2 separate regions of the Sus scrofa genome follow, and region 1 is linked to region 2. Evidence: chromatin contacts called from public Hi-C data. All regions are on one chromosome and are shown on one strand. The core of a region is the stretch at or near the end of the contact, and the rest is flanking DNA. Distances in the headings are between cores, read along the strand shown.

Evidence for each region. A called contact is a pair of places that touch in the nucleus more often than the background predicts.
Region 1: a Hi-C map of liver shows a contact between it and region 2, with 4 times the contacts expected there. The contact joins two enhancer-like sites. A contact is called at or near these places in 1 of 5 promoter capture datasets (liver) and 8 of 47 Hi-C or Micro-C datasets (blood, embryonic fibroblasts, epiblast stem cells and 4 more).

What each region holds. Positions count from the first base shown.
Region 1 is chr10:25,609,111-25,612,417 of Sscrofa11.1, reverse strand. The region is part of intron 5 of HABP4 (hyaluronan binding protein 4); the gene reads left to right. Among named protein-coding and RNA genes, the nearest start is that of HABP4, 25 kb to the left of the region's middle. Within about 2 kb of position 1,892, at least 4 of the 83 cell types and tissues checked have an H3K27ac peak or open chromatin away from gene starts, as enhancers often do. A contact at or near this core is called in liver, where this site is marked.
Region 2 is chr10:25,531,253-25,534,850 of Sscrofa11.1, reverse strand. All of the region lies in intron 5 of CDC14B (dual specificity protein phosphatase CDC14B), which reads right to left. Among named protein-coding and RNA genes, the nearest start is that of CDC14B, 61 kb to the right of the region's middle. Within about 2 kb of position 2,255, at least 1 of the 83 cell types and tissues checked has an H3K27ac peak or open chromatin away from gene starts, as enhancers often do. A contact at or near this core is called in liver, where this site is marked.

The sequences.
Region 1 (3,307 bases), core at 643-3,142, 78 kb before region 2:
TATTTACTTATTTTTTTACTTTTTATTTGTTTTATTATAGTTTATTTATGATGTTCTGTCAATTTCTGCTGTACAGCAAAGTGACCCAGTCATACACGTATATATGTGTGTGCATATATATATATATATGTATTCTTTTCTCGCATTATCCCCCGTCATGTTCCAGCGCAAGTGACTAGGTATGGTTCCCTGTGCTGTACAGAAAAGTGCCAACCTGATACTAAGAACTGAAGATGGGATAAGAGGTACGGCCTTGAAAAGACAAAAAAAAAAAAAGACCAAAAAATAAAATAAAATAAATAAATAATCCTATGAGAAGAGAAGAATGAGGAAGCATTATTACAAAATATCTGCAGTGAATTATTTTTTATTGGCATTTGTTTCTGAGTGTATTTCCTTACACAATGAGGATTATTATGTATTGAATTTTCTTAAAGCAGGACCATACCTCTTCAGAAATTTTATAGCAGATATATGAGGCACTAAAAGTTTGTCATGCAATTCATTTCCTTTGGAAGGAAGTGGGAGGTATTATTTACATGTTAGGTTAGATCTTAGATCCACTTGCCCCTGTTGAGTATTCAAGTGAGTGAAGGTTTATGTCTAGAACCCACTTTGCTTTGATTCACTTGATTAGGTAAAAAGGTACTGCCTGAATGGAAGTTTGGACATTGGAATTGATATTTGTATGTTTCCTCTGTCCATTTCTTGACCATGTTCCATCTAAGCATATTTTCCTGCCCTCTTATTCCCAAAGTAGCACAGAGGTTGAATGTGGGCTTTGGAGATAGAAGGATTGGATGTGAAATTTGGCTTTTTCATTTATATGTTAGCTGTATGACCTCTTTTCTCGATTCTTACCTGTAAAATGGAGTTATTAATTTTAACTTACCTGTGGGATTGTCATGGGTGGATTAATGTAAAGCACTTTGATTAGCATCTGGCACCTTGTAAACATACAGTAAATGTTAGCATTATTGTCCCATTTGTTTGTAAATATATTGCACAAATCTTTAACCATCAGATTTGTGTACAGCATTGTTCATATTACAAGTCGTAGATTTGACACCTTATATCTATAAGCAGCTTTGATGGAAAATTATCTCCTATGACTTTTCATCATAAATCAAGACCTGTGAAGGGCTTTGAATTACTCACAGGGTGTGTGTGTTAAATTTAGAGGGATAGCAGTTACAATGCTTTTCTGTTAGATATACACTTGCCTTAGTCCTTCCTAGAACTGAGGAGTGCGTTATATTCCTGTTGAATATCATATCTAAACATAAAGAACAAGAACAAAAAAGCACAAGGCGTGTAAGGAATGCAGCCCTCTAGTGATACACAGACAAGTCTGTGCAATTCAGAGTAGAGCACCTGCTACAAGCGATTCCTCCACAGAAGTGATCAGCCTGACACAGTACAGACACCCTCTGTGCATTCTCCTTCCTCACCTACCACGTCAACAAGCCCTCTGCCTCTCACTATTCATTTTCAGGAAATAAGAAAAAACTACGCTGGAACTGGCTTGCACCAAGGTGTTAACAGCCAATTGTTAAATTTTCGAAACACAGTCATTGAAAATGAAATTATGTCAACCTAGAATTTATAATGTTAAAACAAAGGTAATAACTCCTTGCAACTCACGGTATCCTAATTATTGCAGCGCATTTTACCTTTCCCTATGTACTTAAAGTTACTTACCCCACTTGTATGTGTACAGTGGAAATACTACATATTGGTGTACTACTGCACATCTCTTCCCAATTCTTTGTTCAGTGATGTCACACTGATGTCACATTGGTAGCTTCAGATCCTCCAAGGTGGAATATATTTACACCACAGAAACTAGCAAGTGCGAGAGATCCAGGTTTTTTCCTCCCTGAGACCCAGATGTTAAATATTTACCAGCACACCACTGCCTGCAGGGATGCAATCAATAAAATTCTGACTCTGGGAAACTCTTTGGACAAATGACCCAGCTTTTTCTTATTTCCTGAAAGTGAATAGTGAGAGGCAGAGGGGTGATCAAATTCAGGTTCAACTTTATGGCACGATTATTTCATAGGTTGTGGAAGGCCTCCGATCATCATTGCCTTTATCCATTAATCATTAGGACTGCTAAGTAGTGGTAGTCTAATTCTGTCATTCTTTCTTCATTTAGTAGCTGAGATGACCTATAAAGAAACACTTACCTATGGAGTTCTTGTGGCGCAGTGGTAATAAACCTGAGTAGCATCCATGAAGATGCTGGTTTTATCCCTGGCCTTGCTCAGTGGGTTAAGGATCTGGCGTTGCCGTGAGCTGTGGGGTAGGCTGACAGCTGCAGCTCTGATTTGACCCCTAGCCTGGGAACTTCTATATGCCTCAGGTGTGGCCCTAAAAACACACACACACACACACACACACACACACACACAAACTTTTTTAAACAATTTGATTATACTGAGGTATAAATTCATTTAGAAAAGGAAGAATAAGTAAAAGGTACATTTTACTTTTAATTTACTCATTTTCAGAATAAGGAGCTGGTTTCCTCGGGTCCTTCAAGGGTGCCAATGCCTTTTTTTTTTTTTTTTTTTTTTTTTTTTTTTTTTTTTTTTTTTTTTTTGCTTTTTAGGGCCACACCTGAGGCATATGGAGATTCCCAGGCTAGGGGTCCAATCAGAGCTACAGCTGCCGGTCTACATCACAGCCACAGCAACGCAGCATCCTTAACCCACTGAGCAAGGCCAGGGATCGAACCTGTAACCTCATGGTACCTAGTCAGATTCATTTCCACTGAGCCATTGACAGGAGCTCCTGATGACTTTTTTTAAAGCATTGTTATAAACTTGGAGATTTAAGCATATTTGATGTGTTTTAATCCACTGAGTTTTTATGCTTATGGGTGCTTATACTGACCCCATTTTTTTGATTCTTGATCCTTTTGACACATGTTCAGTGTTCTTTGTTTACTTGCTTTCTGGTAAGACACGTTTTAGACTCATCATCTAAACTTCAATCTTCATACCTTATACTGAGCCATTTTTTCCGTGGAGCTAGAGTCCTATAATAGAATATGGGGTTTTGGTTTGTTTGTTTTGTCTTCTTAGGGCCACACCCACGGCATATGGAAATTCCCAGGCTAAGAGTCAAATTGGAGTTGCAGCTGCCGGCCTAGGCCACAGCCACAGCAACACCAGATCTGAGCCGCATCTGTGACCTACACCACAGTTCACAGCAATGCCGGATCCTTAACCCACTGAGCGAGGTCAGGAATCAAACCCACATTCTCATGGATACTAGTTGGGTTCATTTCCCCTGAGCC
Region 2 (3,598 bases), core at 1,006-3,505:
CAACTGCAGCTCCGATTCAACCCCTAGCCTGGAAACCTCCACATGCCACAGGTTCAGCCTTAATAAAGCAAAAACTGCTGTAAAACTAGGTTGTGATGATTGCAGTACACCTATAAATCTTATAAAACTCATTAAGTAATTAAAAAAAAATGACAAGTGTGGAAATGCAAATGTAAAGAAGCCCTACGGCTTAGGAAACATAAGGAGAACCTGCTGTCTCTCTTCGGGGTAAAGAACCTCTTTGAAGAAGCTAACGGCGATCTCACAGGAAAAAAATAAAATACTGGTATAGAAAATTACTTGAGAAGTCATAGAGTTTTTCAAAATCAAAGTACAAAGTTTCTTGTTTTTGTTTTTCGTGGGGTTTTCTGTTTTGCCTTTTTTTTTTTTTTTTTTTTGCTGAACAATACCATAGGTATTTCTAGGTCTTCCACAGCTCACATTTGAAAAATTACTACCTGCCTAACGTAGCCCCTGTGAAAACTTCTGATCTTGGATTACTGATCTATGTTTCAATACCTGGGAGATGGTTGCTTAGCAACAGGATGACTCATAGACTGAAACAAAAACATCCCAACTTGATCATTAATAGTTTCAGCCCTTACAACTTAGGTCTCAAATAATAAAGCCCAGGGTGTTTTGGTTTTGTTGCGGTTTTTTTGGTGTTGTTTTGGTTTTGCCTTTTGTCCTTCTTTAGGGCTGCACCTGCAGCATATGGAGGTTCCCAGGCTAGGGGTTGAATCGGAGCTGTAGCTGCCAGCCTACACCACAGCCACAGCAGCACAGGATCCGAGCTGCATCTGTGACCTACACCACAGCTCACGGCAAGGCCTGATCCTTAACTCACTGAACGAGGCCAGGGATCGAAGCGACAACCTCATGGTTCCTAGTTGGATTCATTTCCATTGCGCCACAACGGGAACTCCAGATTCTTTTTTTTAATAAAAGATGAAGAAAAGGAGTTCCCTGGTTACCTAGCAGTTAAAGGATCTGGTGTTGTCACAGCTGTGCGCTGTGGCTCAGGTTGGATCCCTGGTCTGGGAACTGCCACATGCCACAGGCTAATCCAAAAAAAAAGATAAAAAGGACAAAGATAGAGTCAGTCCACAGTCCATTTGGAATACTTCCTTCCTGAGTGCACTTCCTCCAGACTCTTTGTTTTTGTTTTAATATTACACCACCTTCTAAGGCAGTCATTAGAAAGCCTTATTATCTCCAAAATTCTCCAAACAACTCTAGAAAAAGTTATCAGGCCTAAAGACCAGTTTTTAGAGAATTCTCACGCATCTCTACAAAGTTTTAATCAAATTATGCAACGGGGGAGTTCCCATTGTGGCTCCATGGTTAACAAACCTGACTGGCATCCATGAGGACGCGGGTTCGATCCCTGGCCTCGCTCAGTGGGCTACCGATCCGGCGTTGCCGTGAGCTGTAGTGTAGGTCAAAGACGTAGCTCAGATCCCACATTTCTGTGGTTCTGGCATAGGCCGGTGGCTCCAGCTCCGAGATGACCCCTAGCCTAGGAACCTCCATATGCTGCTGGTACGGCCCTACAAGACAAAAAAAAGACCAAAAAAAAAAAAAAAAAAAAAAAGAATATGCAATAAATTTCAATCAGATCACACCTTCACTACTTACTCTTATGTTTAATCTCTTGGGGTATTCATATTACATCTCAACACTGTTTTGCTACTATTAAATCTCCTTTTCTTAGAAGTTTTCTCCTGTTTCCCCACCTAGCATCATTACAGCTCCACGCTTCTACTTTAGCCAGCCAGTCATGGCTGCAAAGACACCTGCTACAGCCAAGAACTGTAAAACCCCTGCCAAGCTGGCTTCTAACTGAACAGAAGAATGAATTCAAGTGGAAGTCCAAATTGCTTACCTGGCACTTTCCTAAGCAATCAAATCAGTGCTAACCTCAGAGTATAAAATCCTGGAAGGATTTCTAAATCTAAAATATATTAACTATAGAAAAAATAAACTTCCACGTGCCCAATAGAGCCACAAGCAAAGTCAAAAGGCCAACATCAAACTGGGAACAAAGTGCCAACAAATTTTCAATCAATATGCCGAAGGGGTCAGGGCTCTTTCACTAGTTATGGAAAACAACAGCAACAAGATCTAAAAAGAGACTTCTTATCTATAAAAGTATCCAGAGTTTTGTGTCTAAGATAACGCTCGGTTCCCACCATGCCCATGGCTACCCTCTGAGGGGTTATTTCACACTGAAGGCACCATATCTGGCTCAAGACCTCACCATTTTGGGGACATCTGTTCTGACCAGAGACAAATGACTGATGCCAAAGCAGCCCATGCAGAGCTTTGTGGGTTCTGCTCAGGAGAAGGTTTGTTTTTGTTTTGTTTTTTTGTCTTTTTGCCATTTCTTGGGCCCCTCCCACGGCAAATGGAGGTTCCCAGGCTAGGGGTCTAATCGGAGCTGTAGCTGCCAGCCTACGCCAGAGCCACAGCAACTCGGGATCCAAGACGCATCTGCGACCTACACCACAACTCATGGCAACGCCGGATCGTTAACCCACTGAGCAAGGGCAGGGATCGAACCCCCAACCCCATGGTTCCTTGTCGGATTCGTTAACCACTGCGCCACAACGGGATCTCCAGGAGAAGGTTATCTTAGGTGGAAGTGCTTCAAACATCCAGATTATCTCCTGGATGGTACAAAAACATTTACAGCTATACAAAGGGCCATTCTCCAGGGTGCTCTTCCATACTTTAAGTTGAGCACCAAGAATTCTGGCTGTGTTCCTTCTCCTGTAAAGCTGTCACGATCTACTCTAACCTATGGGGTTCCTCTCCCCAGTGACTGGCCAACTAATGGGATCAAATATCCCAGTTAAAAACAGCTACCTCTCCAGTCTCTCTTTCCTGGGACCCTGCATACATTCTGTCCACACCCCCACTCTCAGGATTTTTGCTGCCAAGCACAAAATACACCAGGAGGGATGATAAACACACAAAGAAAAGGAGTTCCTGCTGAGGCACAACAGGATCAGGTGGCACCTATAAAGCGCTGGGACATAGGTTTGATTCCCAACCAAGCACAGTGGGTTAAGGACCCGGTATGGCCACAACAGCAGTGTACGTCGCAACTGCAGCTCAGATATGCTCCCTAGCCCGGAAACTCCATATGCCAGGGGGTGGCCAAAAAGGGGGGGGAGGGGAGCAAAAAGCAAACAAAAGTCCCTATCTGGATACGCCTAAGAAATCAAATTTTAAGAGAAAAAAAATCTATAACCTGTGTTTCAGACATTAAGAGCTGACAGTAAAACTTAGTTATCTCAAACATTTCTCTCAATTATGTTTTTCTCTTTTTGACCATACCCACAGCATATGGAAGATCCCAGGCCAGGGATCAAATCCAAGCCACATCTGCAAACTATGCCACAGCTGCAGCATCACCAGATCCTCGACCCACTGTGCTGGGTCAGGGATCCAACCAGCAATGCCACAGAGACAAGCTGGATCATTAACCAACTGTGCGCCACAGCGGGAACTCCCTCTTCTCAATTACTTTTGTGAGCACAAATTAAAAAAAAAAAAAAAAAAAATACAAAAAGTTCTTAATCATTGTTGCTAA